Regions from separate parts of the Pan troglodytes genome. Here all the other regions are linked to region 2. Evidence: chromatin contacts called from public Hi-C data. All regions are on one chromosome and are shown on one strand. Each heading gives the region's core, a stretch centred on a gene start, on an enhancer-like site or on the middle of the called end of the contact. The rest is flanking DNA. Distances are from core to core; before and after follow the strand shown.

What was found. A called contact is a pair of places that touch in the nucleus more often than the background predicts.
Region 1: a Hi-C map of stem cell-derived neural progenitor cells shows a contact between it and region 2, with 2.2 times the contacts expected there. The contact joins the promoter of ENTREP3 here to the enhancer-like site in region 2. A contact is called at or near these places in 1 of 7 Hi-C or Micro-C datasets (stem cell-derived neural progenitor cells) and 1 of 1 datasets of contacts at active chromatin or transcription factors (stem cell-derived excitatory neurons).
Region 3: a Hi-C map of stem cell-derived neural progenitor cells shows a contact between it and region 2, with 2.1 times the contacts expected there. The contact joins the promoter of RUSC1 here to the enhancer-like site in region 2. A contact is called at or near these places in 1 of 7 Hi-C or Micro-C datasets (stem cell-derived neural progenitor cells) and 1 of 1 datasets of contacts at active chromatin or transcription factors (stem cell-derived excitatory neurons).

What each region holds. Positions count from the first base shown.
Region 1 is chr1:93,938,115-93,940,814 of NHGRI_mPanTro3-v2.0_pri, forward strand. It overlaps ENTREP3 (endosomal transmembrane epsin interactor 3), which reads left to right and starts at 1,450. Exons shown (of 9, transcript XM_001155265.8): 1 at 1,450-2,700. The coding sequence starts at 2,520. It overlaps SCAMP3 (secretory carrier membrane protein 3), which reads left to right. Exons shown (of 9, transcript XM_513854.8): 7 at 11-112; 8 at 606-723; 9 at 978-1,416. The coding sequence ends at 1,124.
Region 2 is chr1:93,553,639-93,556,338 of NHGRI_mPanTro3-v2.0_pri, forward strand. It overlaps YY1AP1 (YY1 associated protein 1), which reads left to right. Exons shown (of 22, transcript XM_016946265.4): 13 at 1-83; 14 at 86-166; 15 at 169-365; 16 at 1,505-1,760. Among named protein-coding and RNA genes, the nearest start is that of MSTO1, 29 kb to the right of the region's middle. Within about 2 kb of position 1,448, at least 6 of the 24 cell types and tissues checked have an H3K27ac peak or open chromatin away from gene starts, as enhancers often do. A contact at or near this core is called in stem cell-derived neural progenitor cells, where this site is marked.
Region 3 is chr1:93,873,695-93,876,394 of NHGRI_mPanTro3-v2.0_pri, forward strand. It overlaps RUSC1 (RUN and SH3 domain containing 1), which reads right to left and starts at 1,412. Exons shown (of 11, transcript XM_009433418.2): 1 at 1,325-1,412; 2 at 1-628. The coding sequence starts at 542. It overlaps FDPS (farnesyl diphosphate synthase), which reads right to left. Exons shown (of 10, transcript XM_003949589.4): 8 at 2,626-2,700; 9 at 2,386-2,520; 10 at 1,651-1,907. The coding sequence ends at 1,707. LOC741730 (putative uncharacterized protein RUSC1-AS1) reads left to right here. Exons shown (of 3, transcript XR_010157787.1): 1 at 1-73; 2 at 621-1,181.

The DNA.
Region 1 (2,700 bases), core at 200-2,699, 380 kb after region 2:
CTCTTTGTAGGAGTGACAGTTCATTCAATTTCTTCGTTTTCTTCTTCATTTTCTTCGTCCAGGATGTGCTCTTTGTCCTCCAGGCCATTGGTATCCCAGGTTGGGGATTCAGGTTTGTGAGGCTGTTATCCACCCTCACCTTTCCCTCTAGATCCAGCCAGCACTGGGTGCTGGGATAGGAGTTGTTCAGAAAAAGGAAATGTGGTTTTAATCCTTGGGAGGTACTAGTTTAATGAGATACAAGACATACTTCCAGGATAGAGCGCAGACAGCACTCTTGACACATATAGATTGAAGGGAAGAATGCTGCATTTGGCCAATCTAAGGTGGCTTCCTGGAGGAGGCATAGAACCATGGTTGAAAGGAGGAAGAAGAATCCCCAGATGAGTGCCTGGAAGAGCTTGGAGAGCTCAGGGCTAATGGTTCAGAAACTGGAATTAAACTATGAAGAGATTAGATACAGTTTGGGATTGTGGTGCTTGGAATGCTGCTCGATTGACAGGGAGCCACTGCTGATGGGAAGGGTAGGAACAGGGGATGCTGGTGACATAACCAGTGGAGAAGCTGAGGAGCCCCTCTTCACTGGCTCATCCTTCCCTTTACAGTGGCTGGATCTCCGCTCTGGTGGTGCCGAAGGGCAACACAGCAGTATCCGTGCTCATGCTGCTGGTCGCCCTGCTCTTCACTGGCATTGCTGTGCTAGGAATTGTCATGCTGAAACGGGTGAGGGCTGTGTCGAAGGTGGGGCCGGGATGGTGAGATCATGGGTCCCCAGGGGCGTGGGTGGAACATTCAGGAGCAACTGGCACAGGTCAGGCTGCTGGGTTGTTCTCAGCTAATGGACCTCTGGGGTGTGTGTTTCTGTGTGTGAGTGTGTGTGCTGGGCAGCAGGCTGCTGAGTGGTAGTGATGCTGTTAGGCTGGGGTCGGGAACCAGTGGCTGGAATGGGCTGTAATGTCTTTGTCCTCTACTTGCAGATCCACTCCTTATACCGCCGCACAGGTGCCAGCTTTCAGAAGGCCCAGCAAGAATTTGCTGCTGGTGTCTTCTCCAACCCTGCGGTGCGAACCGCAGCTGCCAATGCAGCCGCTGGGGCTGCTGAAAATGCCTTCCGGGCCCCGTGACCCCTGACTGGGATGCCCTGGCCCTGCTACTTGAGGGAGCTGACTTAGCTCCCGTCCCTAAGGTCTCTGGGACTTGGAGAGACATCACTAACTGATGGCTCCTCCGTAGTGCTCCCAATCCTATGGCCATGACTGCTGAACCTGACAGGCGTGTGGGGAGTTCACTGTGACCTAGTCCCCCCATCAGGCCACACTGCTGCCACCTCTCACACGCCCCAACCCAGCTTCCCTCTGCTGTGCCACGGCTGTTGCTTCGGTTATTTAAATAAAAAGAAAGTGGAACTGGAACTGACATCCCCGTTTCCTGAATCTTCATTGGGAATTAGGCCTTATGAAAGAGAAAGGAGAGTGTGGAGTGAGGTGGGAAGGTCGGACCCGGCTTTAGTGTAAACTGGGAGATATGAGGGGCAGGGCGGTGGAGCCCGAGTGGCTGGCGCAGGAAGGAGGTGGGAAGTCCACGGAAACGCGAAACCCGGAGACGCGAGGGAGCCCTGCTCCCCACCCCTCTCCATTAATGACGGGGAAGAGCCACCGCCTCTGCTGGGAACGCCAAGGAATACGCGGGCCTGGAGCCTGAAAAGCTGGGTGGGGCTCAAGTGGAGGCCCAAAGGATCACTAGCAGCCTAGCCAGGGTCCAGAGAGAGGCAGGGACTGGAGGAGCGCTTATCCGACTGCCTCGCCCTGCCGCGGGATCCCCCAACCCCGACAGGGTCTCAGTCCCGAACTACAACTCCCGGGGTGCACCGCGCCGGCCCTCGCCGCCACGCCCCTCCTTCCCGCACCATCCCCATTCCCATCCCCCTTCTCTAGTCCCCGACCTGCGGCAGCCGGAGCTCGGGGAGCGGAGCGTGGTGGGGAGGGGAGCGGGACAGGCGACACAGGAGACAGCGGCGCCGCGGCCTCTCCCCACCAGGCGGCCCCGGATCCCACTGGACGCCCTGAGGGCACACCGACCGCGCCTCTAGAGTCACCCCACGCCGACCCCTCCCCTCTTCTCTAGACTTATTTCCATCCTTCCCGCTTTTACCCTCCCCACCCCTCCCTGGGCTCCAGGCCGCCGCCCCCTCCTCACTCCTGGACCGGCCCTTCTCGGTGCCCCTCTTCCCTAGGGAGATGCGATGAGCCGGTGCCCCCGCGTCCTCATCGTCGCCGCGGGCACGGTGCCCGTCCAGTGCCCGTGGTGGGGAGGGAGCACTCCGCGGTCCCTCCGTGACGCCCCTCGCTTGGCCCCCCCCACAGCTGGCGTCCCTCGGCCATGCCCCAGGGGACCCAGCCAGGGGGTGGGCTCTAGAGCGAGTGGGGTGGAGAGGAGAAAGGACGGGGCCTTGGGCGCCTCTGAGATGCTCCCAAGTGCCAGGGAGGGCCGAGCGAGGCGCAGGCAACCGGGCAGCAGGCATGATGCCCTCGCCTAGTGACTCCAGCCGCTTGCTGACCAGCCGGCCCAGCACCAGGGGCCTTACCCACCTCCGCCTCCACCGACCCTGGCTGCAGGCCCTGCTTACGCTGGGGCTGGTCCAAGTGCTCCTGGGCATCCTGGTGGTCACCTTCAGCATGGTGGCCTCTTCCGTCACCACCA
Region 2 (2,700 bases), core at 198-2,697:
AGAGGTAAAGAAACAGACAATCTTACAGAAGGAAGAAGAGAGGATTCAGCCAACTAAAACCCCTTCATCTTCTCAAGAACCCCCAATGAAGGAAACTTGGGAGGAGATGAGGGCAAAGGATCACCAAATAATGCTTCATCCTCCATGAATCCTGAAGTGAGGCTTAGTAGCCCCCAGGGAAGCCCAAAGACTCATCCAGTGTTGATGGTCAGTCAGTGGGGACCCCAGTTGGGCCAGAAACTGGAGGAGAGAAAGATAGGCCAGAAAAAGAGGAAGAAGACGACTTTGATGACCTCACCCAAGATGAGGAAGATGAAATGTCATCAGCTTCTGAGGAATCTGTGCTTTCTGTCCCAGAACTCCAGGTGAGAGCTAGAGAATACTCTCAAGTATTTTGTGGACTCAGTAATATGTTTAACTTATTGATATGCCACCTGCTTGCTTGCTGCACTATGGATAGTCCTAAAATCATTTGTATTTGATTTGTGAATGCATTATGGGACATGATTGTGGAGTTGAGGTGAAATGAGATGGAAAGGATGAAATTTTACTTATTATATTAAACTCGTTTACACATTAAATTGAATCACCTGACCATACTTTAAATGCCTTAAAAAATAGTATATAGGGCCAGGTGCGGTGGCTCATGCCTGTAATCTCAGGCATGGGAGGCCGAGGCAGGCAGATCACCTGAGGTTGGGAGTTCGAGACCAGCCTGACCAACAAGGAGAAATCCTGTCTCTACCAAAAATACAAAATTAGCCCAGCATAGTGGTGCATGCCTGTAATCCCAGCTACTCGGGAGGCTGAGGCAGGAGAATTGCTTGAACCTGGGAGGTGGAGGTTGCAGTGAGCCAAGATCACGCCATTGCACTCCAGCCTGGGCAACAAGAGCAAAACTCCGTCTCAAAAAAAAAAAAAAAAAAAGTAAATAGTCCAGGCTTGGTCGCTCACACCTGTAGTTCCAGCACTTTAGAAGGCCGAGGTGGGCGGATCACAAAACGAGGTCAGGAGTTTGAGACCAGCCTGGCCAACATGGTGAAACCCTGACTCTACTAAAAATACAAAAATTAGCCCGGCGTGGTAGCGTGCCCCTATAATTTCAGCCATTCAGGGGGCTGAGGCATGAAAATCCCTCGAACCCAGGAGGTGGAGTTTGCAGTGAGCCAAGATTGTGCCGCTGCACTCCAGCTTGGGTGATGGAGTGAGACGCTGTTGCAAGACAAAAAAAAAAAAAAAAGGAAGAGGCACATAAATATGGGCTAACGCAAAGGAAAACTAATTTCAGGGTAAAGAAGAAGTTTTCAAAAGGCATCTTTTCCACTTTCCTGCTGTCAGGCCCAATGTCAGCTATCGCTGGGATTTCATAACTCAGGGGATTCCGCTCTGACAGCTGTAGTGGGTTCCCCACTGTTTAACTTCAGATTATCCTGATACAGCTTTGTGCTGTTCTGCAATTCATGAGCCACTAGGAGCCGTAAGTACTCTTTGGAGGGTTTTACAGGAAACAATGGAGAAACTGACTTGGCTGGCATCTGAAAGGCGCATGAGTCAGGAGGGTGAGTCTGAAGAAGAGAATTCTCAGTAGGAGAACTCTGAGCCGGAAGAAGAGGAGGAAGAAGAAGCAGAAGGAATGGAAAGCCTGGAGAAAGAGGATGAAATGACGGATGAAGCAGTTGGAGACTCTGCTGAGAAGCCTCCTTCTACTTTTGCCTCACCTGAGACTGCTCCAGAAGTGGAGACCAGCAGAACTCCACCAGGTGAGCTAGGCAAACCTATACTGAAGGACCATTCTCACTTAACCTCATTGTCTAGAGGACAGTGTGCAGGGTGGGTAGCTTATAAACCAGGTGGAGGATTTCCAGAGGAAAACTTCTGGATCTCTTCTGCAACCCCACTCCCCCAAAACACATTTAATGTGGTATCTTTGTGGAGAACAGATACTCAGATATTTTGAAATGGAGTTTTTGCTCTTTTTTTTTTTTTTTTTTTGAGACGGAGTCTCGCTCTGTCGCCCAGGCTGGAGTGCAGTGGTGTGATCTCGGCTCACTGCAAGCTCCGCCTCCCGGGTTCACGTCATTCTCCTGCCTCAGCCTCTCCGAGTAGCTGGGACTACAGGCGCCCACCACCATGCCCGGCTAATTTTTTTGTATTTTTAGTAAAGACGGGGTTTCACCGTGGTCTCAATCTCCTGACCTCATGATCCGCCCGCCTCGGCCTCCCAAAGTGCTGGGATTACAAGCGTGAGCCACCGCGCCTGGCCGGAGTTTTTGCTCTTGTTGCCCAGACTAGTGTGCAGTGTCATCGCAATCTCACCTCAATGCAACCTCCACCTCCAGGGTTCAAGCAATTCTCCTGCGTCAGCCTCCTGAGAAGCTGGGATTACAGGCACATGTCACCACGCCCGGCTAAATTTTTTTTTGTATTTTTAGTAGAGACGAGGTTTCATCATGTTGGCTAGGCTGGTCTCGAACTCCTGACATCAGGTGATCCAACCATCTCGGCCTCCCAAAGTGCTGGGATTACAGGTGTGAACCACAGCTGCTGGCCTACTCAAAAAATTTTTAAATTGATTCTCATCCATTGCTAGATTTGTATTAGCTTCGTTCACTTTTATTTATTTATTTATTTATTTATTTTATTTATTTATTTTTTGAGACGGAGTCTTGCTCTGTCACCCAGGCTGGAGTGCAAGGGCAC
Region 3 (2,700 bases), core at 162-2,661, 320 kb after region 2:
TTCGAGTCCAGGCCAGGATCGGGTGAAGAAGAAGCTCCGGAGCAGGAATCAGGAGAGCAGCAGAAGCTGTCCGGTGAGCAGGTGCCAGGGCCTGCTGAAGCCAGTGGGGAGCCCTGCTCCAGGGGGATGATACTGGGCTGAGGGTGGGCATCCTCATCACCAGGGAGGTCCCGCAAGTAGACTGAGACAGGGGACTCATCGGGGCTAAGATCTGAGCAGGAGCTGAGTGAGGAGGAGCAGCCTGGGTCTGAGGGAGAGGCAGCCCCCTCTTCCTCCTGTGACGGGTCCTGCCGGTTTTCTAGGCCCGGACCGTGCTCCTGGCAGCACCGGCAGGGCACAGCTGGGCTGTTGGAATTGGCGTCCACCAGGGTGCCACTGCAGGGGCCCCTGCTCTCCTTGCCCCCAGTGTCTCCTGGAGGAGGGGGTGTGCTCAAAGGCCCCTCCTGTAGCTCAGGACGGCGGGACAAGTGCAGGCCCAGGGAGACGTGCTGGAGGTGGATGTGGTTGAGGTTGCAGAGTAAAGCTCTCTGAGGGGACAGCATGGTGCTAGCGGCGATGGGATGGCTTCTAGAGAACCAGAAGGGTAGGGTCTCTCACATCCACCTACCTGGCAACCACAGGTGCAGACCTAGAAGACAGAGGTGGTGAAGCCCGGCCAGTGAGGACAAGAGCTGCGGGGAAGGACACCGAGGTGACTTGACGGCAGCAGCAGGCCTGAAGGCTCTGGCTGCTTTGGAAGATATTTCAATGAGATGCAAATCGCAATCGACTGACCATTAGTTTCCACTGCAGTGTTTGCAGGTGGAGTCGAATGTAACCCCCCGGGAATGGAGCCGGGAGGGTCAGAGAACGCGGCTGCGCTCTGGATCTCCGAAGGGGGGCGGGGGCCTGGAAGAGGTCCGGGCCCAGAATGGACCTCCAGGTCCCTGCTGCCGCAATCCGGCCCTACCCTCCAGCCTACCCCTTACTCCCAGAGGAAGGGACCCAGGGAGACCCACGCAGATGCCCTGAAAGGAGGTGGAGGATGGGGGTGGGGCAATACGCAGAGTTTGTCTGGTGAATGCAGGAAAGGGGTGGGGGCTGGAGAGGAAAAGGATGGAGCAGCCGTCAGCTTGTCAACTCCGCATCTGCTGGCTGCCTCGGCCGGGCTCCAGCCTGCGCCCTCGCCCCTCGGAACAGCGGTATGTCCATTCTCTCCGCATTCGTCTCCATCGTTCAGCCACCACCGCACCCTTTCTCTATTCATTTCTCCTGCTCCCTTGTCCTGCCCCGCCCCTCGTGCCCAGGTCCATCGGTCTACACCCATGGGCCGAGCCCTCCTCACCAGGGTCCTCCTGGAACCGCTCCGGCCTTGGGCTTGTCCGCGGCTCCCACGGTCCCCGCCCGGCGGGGCACAGAGCGGGAGGGGAGGGGCACTAGCACAACCTACCCTGCGCTGCGCAGCTGCACCCCTTCGCGCATGGGCGTGGCGTAGCTCAGACCCGCCCCCAGCGTTTAGCGTCTTTTGTCACCCACCTAGCGGGTTTGATATATCCTAAGCTTTTGGCCCCTGGGTCCTGCTTCCGTGCAGCGAGTCCTCCCAGCACCCCACCCTGCACATTCTGGAAAGAGCTATACTCTGGCTGGGCCGAGCAAGAACAGAACCACAAGAAGGTTACACGATTATTTATTGAGAGCCTCCTCTCCCCGCCCTTGCAATCTCTAGGTCACTTTCTCCGCTTGTAGATTTTGCGCGCAAGCCCCAGAAAGACGGCTGGGGGCAGGGGTGCTGCGTACTGTTCAATGAGAGCCATAATGTGGCTGTAACTGTCTTCCTCATATTGCAAGAACACTGCCGGCAGATCCAGCTCCTCATATAGCGCCTTCACCCGGGCCACTTTCTCAGCCTCCTTCTGCCCATAATTTTCCTGGAAGAGGTTGAAAGACAGGAAAACGGGCTTGGCCTTCCCCAGAGCCTCCAGGACCCCTCCACTCCCCTCATTCACATATTCCAGAACATCTCCAAAGCCACCCACTCCTTTCCTCCCTCCAATTTTCAAGTGTCTCTACGTAGCTAAAATCCCAAGCTTCCCTTCCCTATCCCAAATATTGCCTCAGACCAGGCATCCTCTACTCCAGGGTTTCTCCACCTTGGCACTATTGAAATTTGGGACCAGATAATCCTGGCTGGGGGAGCTGTTCTGTGTACTACATGTTTGGCAACATCTTTGGCTCCTGCCAACTAGATGTCTGTACCACATGCACACACAGAGTTGTAATGACGATGGCAAAAAATGTCTGCTGACATTGCCAAATGTCCCCTTGGGAGGAAAACTGCCTCCAGTTGAGAACCACTGCTCTATCCCTTTCCACCAACTCAGGGACCCACCACCCTCTCTCAGGCACCTTCAGGATCTGGTACTGTTCTGGAGTGGCCCGTTGCAGACACTGAACCACCAGCCAGCTGCATTTGTTGTCCTGGATGTCAGTGCCAATTTTGCCGGTCACACTGGGGTCCCCAAAGAGGTCAAGGTAATCATCCTGGGCAGGGAGGGGGAGGGCAGCAAAAGAGGAAGGATGAGGTTCCTGGGCAGAGGAGGAGTGAAGCTGGTGCCTGTTCTCTGCTACTGCCTCCTGCCTTCTTACCTGAATCTGAAAGAACTCCCCCATCTCCAGCAGGATCTTCTTGGCATTGGCGTGCTCCTTCTCGCCATCAATTCC